2 separate regions of the Rattus norvegicus genome follow, and region 1 is linked to region 2. The links are chromatin contacts, called in public Hi-C maps. All regions are on one chromosome and are shown on one strand. The core of a region is the stretch at or near the end of the contact, and the rest is flanking DNA. Distances in the headings are between cores, read along the strand shown.

Evidence for each region. A called contact is a pair of places that touch in the nucleus more often than the background predicts.
Region 1: a contact with region 2 is called in a Hi-C map of liver, with 3 times the contacts expected there. The contact joins the promoter of Elovl6 here to the enhancer-like site in region 2. A contact is called at or near these places in 6 of 12 Hi-C or Micro-C datasets (the A7r5 cell line, Schwann cells, hepatocytes and 2 more).

The regions. Positions count from the first base shown.
Region 1 is chr2:220,734,150-220,741,762 of GRCr8, forward strand. It overlaps Elovl6 (ELOVL fatty acid elongase 6), which reads left to right and starts at 3,946. Exons shown (of 5, transcript NM_134383.3): 1 at 3,946-4,002; 2 at 4,153-4,273. The coding sequence starts at 4,185.
Region 2 is chr2:220,638,029-220,645,062 of GRCr8, forward strand. It overlaps the pseudogene Psmb7-ps1. Among named protein-coding and RNA genes, the nearest start is that of Dcm5, 35 kb to the right of the region's middle. Within about 2 kb of position 3,218, at least 2 of the 93 cell types and tissues checked have an H3K27ac peak or open chromatin away from gene starts, as enhancers often do. A contact at or near this core is called in hepatocytes and liver, where this site is marked.

The DNA.
Region 1 (7,613 bases), core at 2,696-5,195, 97 kb after region 2:
CAGGCTTGCCTTGAATGTATGCTCCTCTCATCTTACTCTCTGGAAGGCTGGCATTATTACCCCGTGACTCTCACACCAGGCCTGTGTCACGTCTTCATCTTCCTTACACATGCAGCGGAAGCTAGGCCCGATGGTGTACACCTGTGACCTTAGCTACTCTGTAAACTGAGGCAGGAAGATCCCGGCTTCTTCTTTTTTTTTTTGTTTTGTTTTGTTTTGTTTTGTTTTGTTTTGTTTTGTTTTGCTTTGTTCTTTTCAAGGCACAATTTCTGTGTAGCCCTGACTGTTCTAGAACTCCCTCTGTAGACCAGGGTGGCCTTGAACTCAGAGATCTGTCTTCCAGTGCTGGGATTAAAGGTCCGTGTTACCACCGCCCGGGCAGGAGGATCACGACTTCAAGGCAAGTTTATGTATTTGAGTGAAACCATCCTCAAAATGAATATTAAAACCACACAAGATCCTTCCTCATCTGAACATGCTTTCAGTGCCTCTGCCCACCCCCCACCGCTGCATCGTAGTTAGATGAGATCTCAATATCTTAGTTCATTTAGGTCCCAAGGTTAGGACCTCTCCATTCTCCAGTCATATCACCCACGGGTGGGTGGCTCTGTTAGGGCACTGGTTGATATGACACTCCTGGTCCTATAATATATTCTTTATCAATAACCTGACAGCATTTCATCCTCAATCCTGCAAATTCAAAGTAATCAATTGCTTTCATTTTTGGAGACCAGGTACCGTTTATATCTTATTCTGACTAGAAACTGCTATGTGAGCCAAGGGGTGGTGATGCAGGCCTTTAATCCCAGCCCTCAGGAGGCAGAGGCAGGTGGGTCGCTGTGAGTTTCAGGCCGGCTTGGTGTACAGAGTGAGCTCCAGGAAAGCCAGGGTTACTGGGTGAAACCAGTATCTCGAAAAACAAACAAAAACAAAAGCTATGTGCGAACCCTCTACCCCCTTTATCAGTATCACAGGGCTTTTGCATTTGGTCCCCGTAAAACTGTAGCAGGTGGGTGGCTCTATGTTAGGGCACCTATCTGTGTCGATAGGGCATTCCTGGTTCTGTGCAGTATGCTGTTTAATTTTAATCTTTGTGTTTCACTCTAGAAACTCTCAACAGTAGGCAGCAGCTGGAAGCTTACATCATCGAAGTTGGGCAAAGAGCAAAGAGAAGTTGAAGTGGTACAGAGTCTTTAAACTTTCAAAGCAGACCTCCAGGAACACACTGCCCCAACAAGGCCAGGATCCTAAGACTCCCCGAAACAACACCACCAACTGGGGACCAAGCACTCCAAAGGCCAAACCTACAGGGGCATTCGAATCACTATATATTACATAAACCTTGCTGGCCTGAAGCTCTCTCTGCTTGTAGACCAGGCAGGCCTCAGGCTAGTGGTGATCTGGCCTCTGCCTTCCTAGGGCTGGGATTACATTGGCCGAGCCTGGCTTTAGTTCCTTTTCCCACTCTTCTGGTGTCTCCCTCACTCAATCATCCAATCACTTTACCAACAAGCAAGATGGCTCAGGCCCTGGCATTAGGCTGAAGTCTTTCTTTCATCAGCCACCTCCACCTTTCAGACTGATTTTGCCAAGTGTTCAGTCTTGGGCCTTCTTCAAAGTCATTCAGGGTGACCTGACACATGGCCCTGTAAGAGCAATCCCTACCCAAAGAGATAAGGGAATCTTTACATGGAATCTTTGAGGTTTGTCAGGGGACACTAATGCCCTAATCATCAACCAGACCTCTGCCTGATGTAATACTCTACAGGATTTCTTTTAATGCTGATTTATTTATTTACTCTGTATGTCTGTGTCCTCTCTCTCTCTCTCTCTCTCTCTCTCTCTCTCTCTCTCTGTGTGTGTGTGTGTGTGTGTGTGTGTGTGTAGGCAGGGTTGCTTCCTTGTGCAGGGGAGCAGGTGCATGTGGCCGAGGCCAGAGCTACAATGGAGTGTGCCATTCTCAAGACGACTCCCTCTTCATTTTAGAGACAAGGTCTACTGATCTCAAAGCTCCTATTTTACATTTGCCTGGCTGACCAGCAAGCATCAGGAACTTCCTGTCTCAGCCTCAAGGATAGCCTTACAGGCAGAAGCTACCCTTAGCTAGCCTTTTGTAGGTTCTAGGAATCTGAACTTGAGTCCTCATGCTGAGCCATTTTTCCCAAAGTGATGGCAACACCCCTTTAATTCCAGCACCAGGGGGGCAGAGGCAGGCAGATCTAGGAGTTGGAGGCGACATTGGTCTACAGAGCAATTTCCAGGATAGCCAGGGATACTCAGAGAACCCTGTCTCAAAAAGACAAAAATCCAATGACATAAAAACTCCAGGCGTCATTCTGTATCCCTGGCTGACCCGGATCTTGTTACTAGACCAGGCTAGTCTCAAACTCACAAAGATCCACATGCTTTTGACTCCAGATTGTATTAGGATTAGGGGTATTCTCTCCCCTGTCCCCCGCTTTAGACTGGGGGGTGGGGCAAGGATGTCACTGTGAAGTTCAGTCTCACCTTGAATTTCTGGCAATTTTACTAGCACCAATCTTCCTGCCTCAGCCTCCAATGTCTTGCTGGGATTAATCTAACTCTGAATGAAGTGCTTACTCTTCATTTTAGTTGGTATGTGGGGAAATGTACACCATAGAGGATAATTTCTTTCTGGTTCTAATGTACATATTTTTAAACTAAGTAGGTTATTAGCTGGGCTGTGGTGGCTCAGGCCTTTATCCCAGAACTTGTGAGTGAGGAAGAGGCAGGCGGATCTCTGAGTCTGAAACCAGCCTGGTCTACAGAACCAGTTCCAGGACAACCAGGGCTACACAGAAAAACCAAAAACATTTAAAAAAAAAAAAAAAAAAGGGTTGGGGACTTAGCTCAGTGGTAGAGCGCTTACCTAGGAAGCGCAAGGCCCTGGGTTCCGACCCCAGCTCCGAAAAAAAGAACCAAAAAAAAAAAAAAAACAAGATAAAAAAAATCCATCTTGAAAAATCACAAACTTTAAAAATATAAACTAGTAGGTTGCCATATTGCTCTCACTTCGTTCTTCCTTTAGGAAATGAAAATACCATTCCCGGGAAAATAAGAGGAGTGTTTGGGAAAGGTAAGGTTAAAACGATATTGCTGTGAGCTGGTGTTCAGCGGGATCAGCATTACGTTCACCCCTCTCCTACATTAATTTGTTCTTCCTAATTTCACAAGAATAAGGCAGAACTAAAGTAACTCATACAGGTTTTGGTATTAGACCAGTAGGTCTAATTCTGTATGCTAAATTCCTTTCCTCCATTGTTCAATAATATCCCCTCCAGGTAGCCAAACCCTCCATCTAACTCTTTCTTGCCCTTCCACGTCTGCCTTCCAGTCACCCTTGACTTCCCAAGTCATCTTCCTCAGGATCCTATCTGCACACGACCTTAAGGTTCCGCGGGCCACCTGGCCCTGTGGTCAAGGTAAATCCACGCCTAAGCTGCCCGGTAGAGGTGGTCTCAGAAAGTGCTGCGGGGTCGAGGGGGTGAGGAGAGAGCTCGTACGACGTGACCCTCTCATTCATTTGCCTGGAGTTCTCATGCCAGAGGCCTGGCAGGTTCTACTATTTCCCAATCGTTTACTCGCCAAGATTTCGGGTCCACGGGCCTCCCGGCTGCGCCTCGCACGCTGAAACTTCATTCAAAGGCCAGGCAGGGAGGCCCACGAGGTGGTAAATGGGCTGATGGATGACCTCAAGGCCACTTCCTCCCTCTTGGCGCCCTTCCCCCAGTCCACTGACCACCTTCTTGTAAACAAAACTGTCCCCCAGGGCGAGGGGAGGTCTTGCTCTTCTGCGCCCTCTCGCGCAAAGGGTTAATTTTCCGGATCGCACGAGGGGGAGGAGATTTCCCTGTAGACGAGTAAAAAGCGTGATGGACAAACGTGCGGGCACTAAGACCGCAAGGCATTCATTTCCTCCTACGGTGGATGCGGACGCTGGGAGGAGAGCCCCTGAGCTAGGAGCTGGGAGCCGAGGCGCAGGCAATGCTCAACCCTGGATGTAGCTGAGGCTGGGAGAGAGATCGGCCAGGAGACTGACGGCGGGGCAATACCTAGGGGGGTGGGTGGGGGAAGCAGACAGGAGAGCACTCAAAATAAAAGGCTCTTTACAGATTTTTTTATTTTGTATAGAGAACACGTAGCGACTCCGAAGATCAGCCCCAATGAACATGTCAGTGTTGACTTTACAAGAATATGAATTCGAGAAGCAGTTCAACGAGAATGAAGCCATCCAATGGATGCAGGAAAACTGGTAGGTGATGCTTTCGCGTGATACTGTCCCCGGGAGTGCATTAATGTCGGTATTCCCAGTCTGAGCGTGAGCGGAGCGATGGATTGCCGGCGGTAGCCAGCAGATCGCGGAGTTCTAGGGTCTCATGTCTGCAGGAGACTCTGAGGCTGCATGAAGCGTGTGTTTTGGGGGTGCCCTGTGTGAGCTGCGGCCACGCGGGCATCTTTGTGTAGATTATATAACGTAGAACGTATAATATGTGTACTTGGAATGATTTACGGAGGACGGAGGCATGTTACAATCCAGCTACCCCACCTGTGCTGTCTGTCTCCCTGCTTTCGCTTAGATTTGGGGGTTCTGCTTGGCCTCCCGCAACTGGAGCGTGCAAGGCTGTGGAGGGAGGACCGGGTCTTCTCTCCCTTTAACCCTCTTCAGCCCGCCTCTCTCTGGTCCTTTCCCTCTCCCCATCCCTCGTGTCCTTCCTTTCTCCTTGTAGTTCTTCCACTTTACTGCCCTCCCTTGACTGCCGCCTCCAGCCATAGATGCCCAAGGGTCCTGGACCCCTTCCCCACTCAGATTACTTTCCGGTTTCATAAAGACATCGGGGAGGAGGGGACAATGAAAACTGCAATAAAAATGAATGAACCGGAGCAAGTGGAGCCACGCCATTATTAAGTTTCTGTGTAAAGGAAACGCCTTTTGGACACGCTTGTCTGTGCGGAGCGCCAGTTTAGGTACTAGGAGGCTCTTGCCCGGCAGTCTTGGAGGTCTTTCCCCAGAACTTCGAATGCTGGAAAACATCTTGTTTACTGAGTTCCTCCTGTCAGTCTTGAAAAAAAATCCCTGTGTGGGAGGCGATCCAGTGTCACCTTGCAATATTTAAGAAGGGAGCTCCCTCCTTCCCGTAGACTGAGCAGTGTTGGAGACCTTTCCCTCTGGTTTAGTGCGAGCCCCACGACCTCCCCACCCCCACCCCACCACCCCCTCTGCGCAGCGGCCGGCCCTCGGGGGGCTTCCGGACTCGGGGAGGTTCCGCTGCCGCGTGCGAGGGCGCTCGCGACCTGCCTTCCCTCCCTCCATTCATCAATGGGAAACCGGAGACGCCGGCGCTCCCGGGCTGGGGCGGGTGGTGGCAGCCGCCCGGGGAGTTGCGGGAGGCGGAGGCCGGGAGTTCGCCTTCCCCAGCCGGGTCCGGAGCTGGCGGCTCCCGCCCCTTCCCGCCCGCCGGGCGCGCGCCCACCCTTGGCCTTCAGCTTGCGAGTTGGGCCCCTGGGCGGTTTACGGCGGCGACCGGGCGGAGCCAAGACTCCGGGGCGCGCGAGTTTGGGCTGTAGCATGGCGGCTGCCTGCCTGAAGCCCCGAACCCCAGAGCCACCTTGGTGCGGTCGCCCGCGTCCTCCAGGAAGCCGAGGCCGAGGGCGCAGGCCCGGGTCCGGGGCGGGATTGCACCCGCGGGGAGTCTGGATCGCCCTGTAAGGGGGCGGCCATTGGGACGCCGGAGCGCTGCAGGAAGCCCAGCCCCCTCGGGCTGGCGTTCAGGGGGCTTGGAGGTGCACTTCCGCTAGGGGTTTGGAGGGCGGTGACCTGAGCTCAGCTTGCCAGCCTAGGGCTCCGGTCTTCTCTGAGACTGTTTGTCACCGTCCCTTGCAGGGCTCTAGCCTGCCTTTCTCTGCCTTCCTCTAGTAGCCCGCTGCTCGCGTTTCCTAACATGCTGTCTCTAGCTTGCTGCCTCCCGGTTGGGCCTGCCATTCCGGAGTAGGCTTTCCCAGCCTCTGCAGGCGCATGGCACTCACTGCCCGCCCTCGCTGCTGCACCACCCTGGTGCATACTGTCTCTGTTTGTTGCCCCCCACCCCCACCCCGTTTTTTTCCTTAAGGCTACTTTCTGTGCCTGCCCCAGGACCATTTCCCGCCTCTTTCTCCAGACACTCAATTAAGTGACAGTCGCCGTCAGAACTAGGCAGGTCCATGGTCCTCATTGGGACTGGAAATATCCCAAATACACTAATTTCTTTTCTCTTGTTACTATTTGACCACTGCTTATTAGCTCTTGAACAGTACTTTTGTTCTTCCTGACAAAGCATTTTCGTTATTTTATTTTACTTATTATTTTTATTTCTTATTTTAAAGGTGGATATTTACACGTGTGTGTGTCTCTTAGCGCATCACAGGCTGATGAGGGCAAGGTTCTGGTCTTTTTTCCCCGTCTTGAGTTTGCAAAGCATTTTGTAACGTGCTTTATACGTGGCAGATGCTTGCAAAGTCCAGCGATTAAAACGTTCGTTTTGCCGCCAGCACTACCTGTTCATATCCCTGCCTGAGGTTCAGCATGCTTGGCTAGAGTTTTGAATGCTATTCTAGTCACGCTGTAGAATGTATGTCCTTTCGGTCTTTTGATCCTTGGCGTTATATTTTTGGATTGCTTATTACAGTGGAAAGGCCTGTCCCTTCCTTGCTGATCCTAGCCACGTTCCCTTTCTACTTCATTATCTAGTCCCCTCACAGCCTGATTTTAGAACTTTCCTACCCGCTCTCCCAAACCCCAGCAACCAAGATGTCTTGGTCAAAATGAAGGTTCTCTTCTCATGTCATTAGGCGGGAATGCCATCATAAAAGCTTGTATATACCCTCTTGAGAGGGGAGTTGAGGGGCTTGAAAACCATGAAGTCTCATCTTCACCTGATCTAGTCACTTAGAATGGTTTCAAATAGCTTCTGAAAGAGAAACATGCAGATAAGCCTGTGCGCTCCCTGTCTTTTGAGAACTTATTTGCAACTGTTCTTTAAAAATCTGGTAGACCTAATCTAAACAAAGCTGCTAATTGTAACAAATCTCTAGTGAGCTGAGTTACCACAGCATCTGACCACTGCTGAGATCTGGGAGTGGGCGAGCCAGGCATGGTGCCTTACATTACACTAGTCTGTATATAGGAACTAGCCTCATTTAGGAGCACTCAGAATAAGGAGTTGGTAAAAAACCAATCCTACAATGCTTTCTTACCTTAGTTCCTTCAGCATCCATTCATGGGATGGGGCCCCAGGTCTCGAGTAGTCTTAGGTGTAAACTCCTGCTGGCTAGGCTGAGACAAACTCCTGAAGTTTATTGTTGCTTTCTTAGTTTAACCTGATACTCACTGGCTTAGATATGAAACAGTGTAGACTTTACTTTTGTAGCAAATAGTTTCATTATAGAATAGACTGCAATTACAATTTTCCTGCAAAGTGGTAAATATGTATTCCTTTGGAGAATCCCTGTGTGATTTTCTTGAAACTGCTTCCCAGTTAAAAATATCTTGGGTAATATTATCTGGTGCAGTTTCTAACATCAGGTAGAGAAAACTGCCTGCCTTTTAGCCCCAAATA
Region 2 (7,034 bases), core at 1,968-4,467:
GCAAGGCCCTGGGTTCGGTCCCCAGCTCCGAAAAAAAAGAACCAAAAAAAAAAAAAAAGAAAACAAACAAAAACAAACAACAACTTAAATCTAGGAGAAAATAAGAGACCAAAAAAAAAAGCAAAAATAACAGAGATGCAGGAAAACGGAGATGGAGAGAGTGGGAGTTTTGGTAAAGACTTTAAGACAGAAACTACAAGGACAGGCCACATGGGCTGTTCTGTTGGTTTCCTTACAGCAGATGCTCAGGAAATACACTCAGTGGATAGAGAGGAGAAAGGATTCCACCCTTTCATCCAAACAGTGTGAGCAAAAGGCTGGTTCATATTTTTTAAAAGAAAATCTTTTCATTGTGCACATTTTTTTGTTGTTGTTGAAAATGGACTTTTCCCTATAATGTAGTTATTGTCTCCCTCCCCTAACTGCTCCCAAATCCTCCCCACTCACCCAAATCCCCCCTTTCATTAAAAAACAGTCATTGTGGATATTTTAAACACAAAATATTAATAATGAGGCAATAAGTCTCCACACAACTATCCAGCTTTGATGGCTACCGGTATTTTCCCAGCTTTTTTAGTTGTTTTGTTCTTAACACAATGACTTTTTTCTTATTTCTTTAAGATTTATTCATTTTATATATACTGATGTTTTGCCTTCATGTATGCCTGTGTAAGGGTGACAGGCCCTCTGGGAGAGGATTGAACCAGGATCCTCTGGAAAAGCAACCGGTGCTCTTAACCTCTGAGCCAATCTCTCTCCAGTCTGACTTTCTTTTAAAAAAACAATTATTGTACAAGAATTTCACATGCCTTTAATTCCAGCACTTCGGTGGCAGAGGCAGGCAGATCTCTGTGAGTTTGAGGCCAGCCTAGTCTAGAGAGAGTGTTCCAGGACAAGCCAGGACTGTACACAGAGATACCCTGTCTCAAAAACAATCAGAAAATAATTTCATAAGTACATATGATGTGTGTTGATCTTATAGCCTTCACCTCCTCTCCTGCTGCTCCCCCCACACGCTGCCCACCACTCTTTCCTCCCACGTCCTTGTAATTATTATTCGTTTTAGCCCACTGAGAGTCTGCTTAGTGCTGCCACTTTGTGTGTGTGAGTGCTGAACCATCCCCTGGAGCTGGAACTTGGACCACATATCCTGAAGAAAACCATCTCTCTCCCCTAAGCATACTACCTATATAGGACAGCCATCTAGATAATTGTCTTCTTTTGTCTTCTTCCTGAAGACCAGCATCCAGATGTCATTTTCTTACCCACTGCCAGATCGTTTTTACTTTATCAGTCTAATTGCCCCTGTCCCTCTCAATATTCTCGATTGGCGGGCAACATGACATACTGTGAAAACTCTCAATTGCGAATAGCTCCTCTGATGGGGGAGGGATTTTGTGAGCTCCTTCCCATCCATGCTGGGGATTTAGCTGGCTTAGATCTTGTGCAGGTTTTCCACAGGCAGTTACAGCTGCTCGTGAGTTCATGTCTACAACAGCCCCGAACAGTGAATGACCTTCTCCATGACATTTTCACATACTCATATCATGGTTTACTGAAGGCCAAGACAGGAGGATCACTGTGAGTTTGAGGCCAGCCTGGAATAGAGTAAGATCCTGTCTCAAAGAGAGCTGGAGAAAGAGAGGGAAGGAAGAAATAAAGGAAGGCAGACAGACAGAGGAAAGGTGGGAGCAAGGAAGGAGGCAGAGTAGGGAGGGGATATTTTTAAACCCAAACCAACATCTATCAATCAAGAAGCTGGGATATCCTGAGCTAGAGAAAGGGACAACTGGTTGACTTCCCATGCCCCCGCCAGCGGGGACCCAGTTATTCAGGGTTCCGAAGGGGCGCTACCCTTGGGCCTAATAGGGAGCGAGAGAAAGAGACCAAGCATGATTCTATTGTCAAGGTCTCCTTTATTGGGATGAACGTTACAGTTTTTAAGGCTTTCAAGTAGGGGGAGTGACCTTTGTGAAACTTGAAGGAGGGGGAGATGAGGGTATAGGCAGTGATAGCTGGAGGCAAAGAGGTCAGGCGATGAGGTCAGGTGGTGGAGACACCAGGTGTTGACTGTGGAGATAACTGATTTTTGCTTAGGCTGAAGCATCCCATGAATGTTATCTTCCTGTGCCATAATTCATGGGAGAGGCTCTTAGAGGAGTATGTGTGGCCAAGAGTCACGTAGCCACTTTGAGCTATACAGTCACAAAATGGCCAGACCCAAATCCAATATGGCTCACTACATTCCCACTCACCCTTGAATATGCTAAATCCAGGCTGGAGAAGTGATTGACCTTTGTGACAATAAGACCAATGATTCTTGCACTGGTCTGTAAAACTAAATCCCAAATGCCTTATAATTGTACTCAGAAGTGCTTTGTCATGCATCTTAAAGGAATAACCCTTTGAGTCATTTTTCCAGAATTATTCTAGCAATGCAATTGAGAGAAGAGGGGGAGAACCAGAGGCAGGGGGAGCACCTGGGCTAGTTCAGTAATCACCGATGGGAAAGACAGCAGTGCAGGAGATGAGAGTGACCGGACTGCCATTACTTGGATGTGAGTGCGTGGAGGAAGATACAAGGGTGAAGTGGGCACTGAAGCCAGAAGTAGAGGCAGGAGGATCTCTGTGAGTCTCGGGCCAGTCTGGTGTACACGGTAAGTTCTAAGACAGCCAGAGGTAAGTAGAGAGACCCTGTCTCAAACAAACAAAGACAGGAGGATGATTCAAAGTTTGGGGCTGAGAATCTGGGAGAATGGAGTTGCCTTTAGCAGAGATAAGAAAAAATGTGGTGCATAAGGTTTGGCAGGCGGAAAAGGAGGGACAGGAGCTATATTTAGAACCTTTCTTCAGGACTAGGGACTGAAGAAAGACCTTGGCCAAATGCTCTACCACTGAGTTACATCACAAACCTCTTTTTACTTTCCATTTTGAGCCAGGGTCTTACTAACATGTCCAGGCTGGTCTTAGGTAACTCTGAAGTCCAGTCAGGTCAGGCTTTGAATTTTTACTGCCTCAGCTTTTCCGGTAGTTGGAATTAGAGGACCATTGCAGAAAACTAGCCTAGGAGAAAGTTCAGTTTGATAAAAGGAGGGAGGAGGGGGAGGGGGTGAGAGAGAAAAAAAGTTGAACATTATCTTTTACCTTCAGTGCAGTGCACACATGTGCGAGCAAACACAAAAATGGAGGGGAAAGCAAGCAAGGAGGGAGGGAGGGAGGAGGGAAGGGAGGGAGCGGGGAAGGTCTTCCAGAGAGGTTTGGGCAGCATGTCACTGGTACACACTGAAGAGAATGTCACCACCAAACAAGGGAGAGTTCTGAGAAAGCGGCTGTCAATCATTTCTTGCAGCCGGGCTCACCTAGCTTAAGCACACATCATGCAAATGTGTGAATACGTATTTCTCCTGTTCGGCTGAATAATTATTCATGCAATTCCTTGTACATTTTCAGAATGCTGGTCTGCTCATTACTCTCCTAGGGATGGGATCTCAGAACTAAATAGATGCTGACACCATCAGTTTTCTCATGAGCATGGTGAACGCCACCCCCCACACCATCAACCCAGAGGGAGTAAAGGACACAGGCTCTTGCACCAGGCTCTGGGTGACCTCTCTCTTTGGCCAGAGGCATTCTATGTGCATGCCTCCCTCACATGCAGACACGGAGCCCAGGATGGTGTGAGCAGGGGCATTGCCAAGATCCTGATTGAACTGGTTTCAATGTTGATGCTGGGCCCAACTTATCTTTGCTGCTTCAACAAAACAATCAGCTAGAGAAAACAAACCTCTGAAACAATTCAGTGCAGTGTTGACATCGCCTATTTCAAACTGCCAGGGCTATTGTTTAAAATGTGCCCCACATAAACCAGTAAGCCTGTTTAAATGACTGAAATCGAAATTGGGCTGCAAATGTCAGCAACTTGATGAGAAATACATAAAGGATTTTGCTCCTCTGTTTCAGGAGCTCTGCTTTCCCTGAGGAGAGGAAAAAAAAAAAACTTCCTGTTGTGTAAGACAGACAGTTTAACTATACATTTACATTCTTAAAATAATTGATCTCTATCGTACATCTTAACTTCTCTATTGGTTATTTGTTTATTGTTCTGTTTTGTTGAGACAGGGTTTCTCTGCATAGTTTTGACTGTCCTGGAACTCACTCACTCTGTAGACCAGGCTGACCTTGAACTCAAAGATCCACCTTCTTCTGCCTCCTGAGAGCTGAAATTAAAGGTGTGTGCCACCACCTCCCGGCTGATTTCTTTCATTTTGTTGATAAATGAGCTCTTTATTAGAACAAGAAGACAAAACGGTTAGATAGAACCCATAGATTATACAATGAGTTAGATTTAATTTAAATTGATTTCCCTCCTTTAATTAAACATAGATTCTATTCTCATACAGTGTAATCTGAATATAGTTTCCCCTCTATTTACCCCTTCCAGTTCTTCCCCACCTCCCTTCCATCCTTAGATAACTTACACTGTAGCTATCTTCAGACACCAGAAGAGGGCATCGGATCCCATTACTGATGGCTGTGAGCCACCATGTGGTTGCTGGGATTTGAACTCAGGACCTCTGGAAGAGCAGCCAAGGCTCTTAACCACTGAGCCATCTCTCCATCCCCCTTAGATGATTTTTGAAAGAAATGAATACAATTCATTATTCAGTAGTTAAGTTGAATATAAATGCAGAGTCAAAATTAATAGATCAGGAGCTGGTCATCGTGACTCACACGGGTGATCTTTGCAATTGGGAGGTAGGGCAGGAGGATCAGAAGTTCACAGCCAGTTTCAAGTATAGAGTTCAAGGCCAACCTGGACTATATGAAACCTTGTTCAAACATACACAGAGAGAGAGAGAGAGAGAGAGGGAGAGAGAGAGAGAGAGAGAGAGAGAGAGAGAGAGAGAGAGGGAGAGAGAGAGAGAGAGAAACAATGGCTTATTCCTTTACAAATCTTGGCCTGTGTCCTCCCCCCTGTAACACGGCACACATCAATCCTACCTCAGACCCTGTGTAATCAACCACCATTTGCAGGATAGGTACACACCCAAGTGTTCACTTCCTTGTGAGAACAAGGAAGAGGTGATTACACAGTTTGCTTTTTTTTACCCACGCAGTTGATAGTTTCTATTGTCTCTCTTACTGGTTGCCTCAGGTGTATTTTGCATGCATCCCTCTAGGGCTATCACGGTCTACTGCACATCCCACACTGACAGATACAGTCCCTTTGAACCGTAGTCACTTGCTGCCCACTGCTGTTTTGTACCAACCAAATCAAACTATGAAAGCATTTTTAAAAGGAAGCACCTGTCTCTAAATAAGAGGTAAAACTGATGAATGAGGGAACGGTCATCTAAACACAGTTAAGACCATGAAAACAAACCTCGGCAGAACTCTCAGTAGGTACATCTAAAGGAGATTGTCTCTCCCACTCCCCCACAAATACAGAATTGAGTGTGCACTCAGGCAGAGGTTCCAGAAAATGTGTAGGTTTTCTTGGGAAGATGGCGGCTGTGTCAATGTTTCAGCCTGTCGGCGCCAGCACCGACCTGGTACCGAGAATCGGGCGAAAGCCTACGGGATGAAAGAAACACACACACACACAGAGGTTATCGTGTCAAGCCAGGAGAGGAAGAGAGAGAGAGAGAGAGAGAGAGAGAGAGAGGAAGAGCGGAAGGAAGAGTGAGAGTGAGGAAGAAGAGTGAGAGTGAGGAAGAAGAGTGAGAGTGAGAGGAATAGTGAGAGTGAGGAGGAAGAGTGAGAGACTCCTGTAGCTTTATTCACCACTTATATACCCAAGTCTTCAGGTAGAAAATGTCTGGGAAGCACAGTGGGAAACCCTGGCTCGTGACTACCTGGCTCATGACTTCGGTAACAAAAGACCAACTACGAGACCTGAATTAATTACGGAGAAATCCGAGAAGACCAGCCTAAATCTCAAGGATAAAGGCTGAGGAAGTAAAAGGCAGAGGTAAATTGACCACCACCCAGGTGTGGTCCAGGTGTGTCAGTTCCACATGCATCAGCCGGGCTCAGCAGAGGTCATGCAGTGGAGATATCGGGTGTTTACTACTTGGTCTTTTCTTCCTGTGCCGTAAATACATGGGAGAGGCCTCTGTCCAACAATCCCATAACTTTTACTGTGGCCATGCAGTTACAAAGCGGCCAGGCCCAAATCCAATATGGCACTACATCAGCCACTGCTTGGAGGCTTTTCTTTTGATAATTGCCACAGGAATGCATCTTGAAAGCTGATTTTGAAAAAAAAAAGGGGGGGGGGTCAAACTTCCGAAAGCTTGGAAAACTGGCACTACCATCCCCGGGGTGGTCTATAAGGATGGCACAGTTCTTGGAGCAGACACAATGGCAACTGAAGGGATGGTTGTTGCTGACAAAAACGCTTCAAAAATTTACTTCATATTTCCTAATATTTATTGCTGTGGTGCTGGGACAGCTGCAGACACAGACATGACAACCCAGCTTATTTCTTCTAACTTGGAGCTCCACTTTCTCACCACTGGCCGCCTTCAGAGAGTTGTTACAGAGAATGGGATGCTGAAGCAGATGCTTTTCAGGTATCACAATTACATGGTGCAGCCCTAGTTTTGGGGGTAGTAGACAGTACTGGACCTCATCTCTACAGCACCTGTCCTCATGGATCAACTGATAAATTGCTTATGTCACCATGGGTTCTGGCTCCTTGGCAGCAATGGCTGCTTTTGAAGATAAGTTTAGGCCAGATATGGAGGAGGACAAAGCCAAGAAGCTAGTGAGCGAGGCATTGCAGCTGGCATCTTTAATGACTTGGGGTCTGGAAGCAATATTGATCTGTGTGTTACCAGCAAGGGCAAGCTGGACTTCTCTCCATCCATACTCAGTGCCCAACAAGAAAGGGACCAGGCTTGGCCGGTACAGGTGTGAGAAAGGCACTACCGCTGTCCTCTCCGAGAAAGTCACCCCTCTGGAGTTCGAGGTGCTAGAAGAGACTGTTCAGACAATGGACATTTTGTGAACGGTGCTTCAGGTGGTTCGAT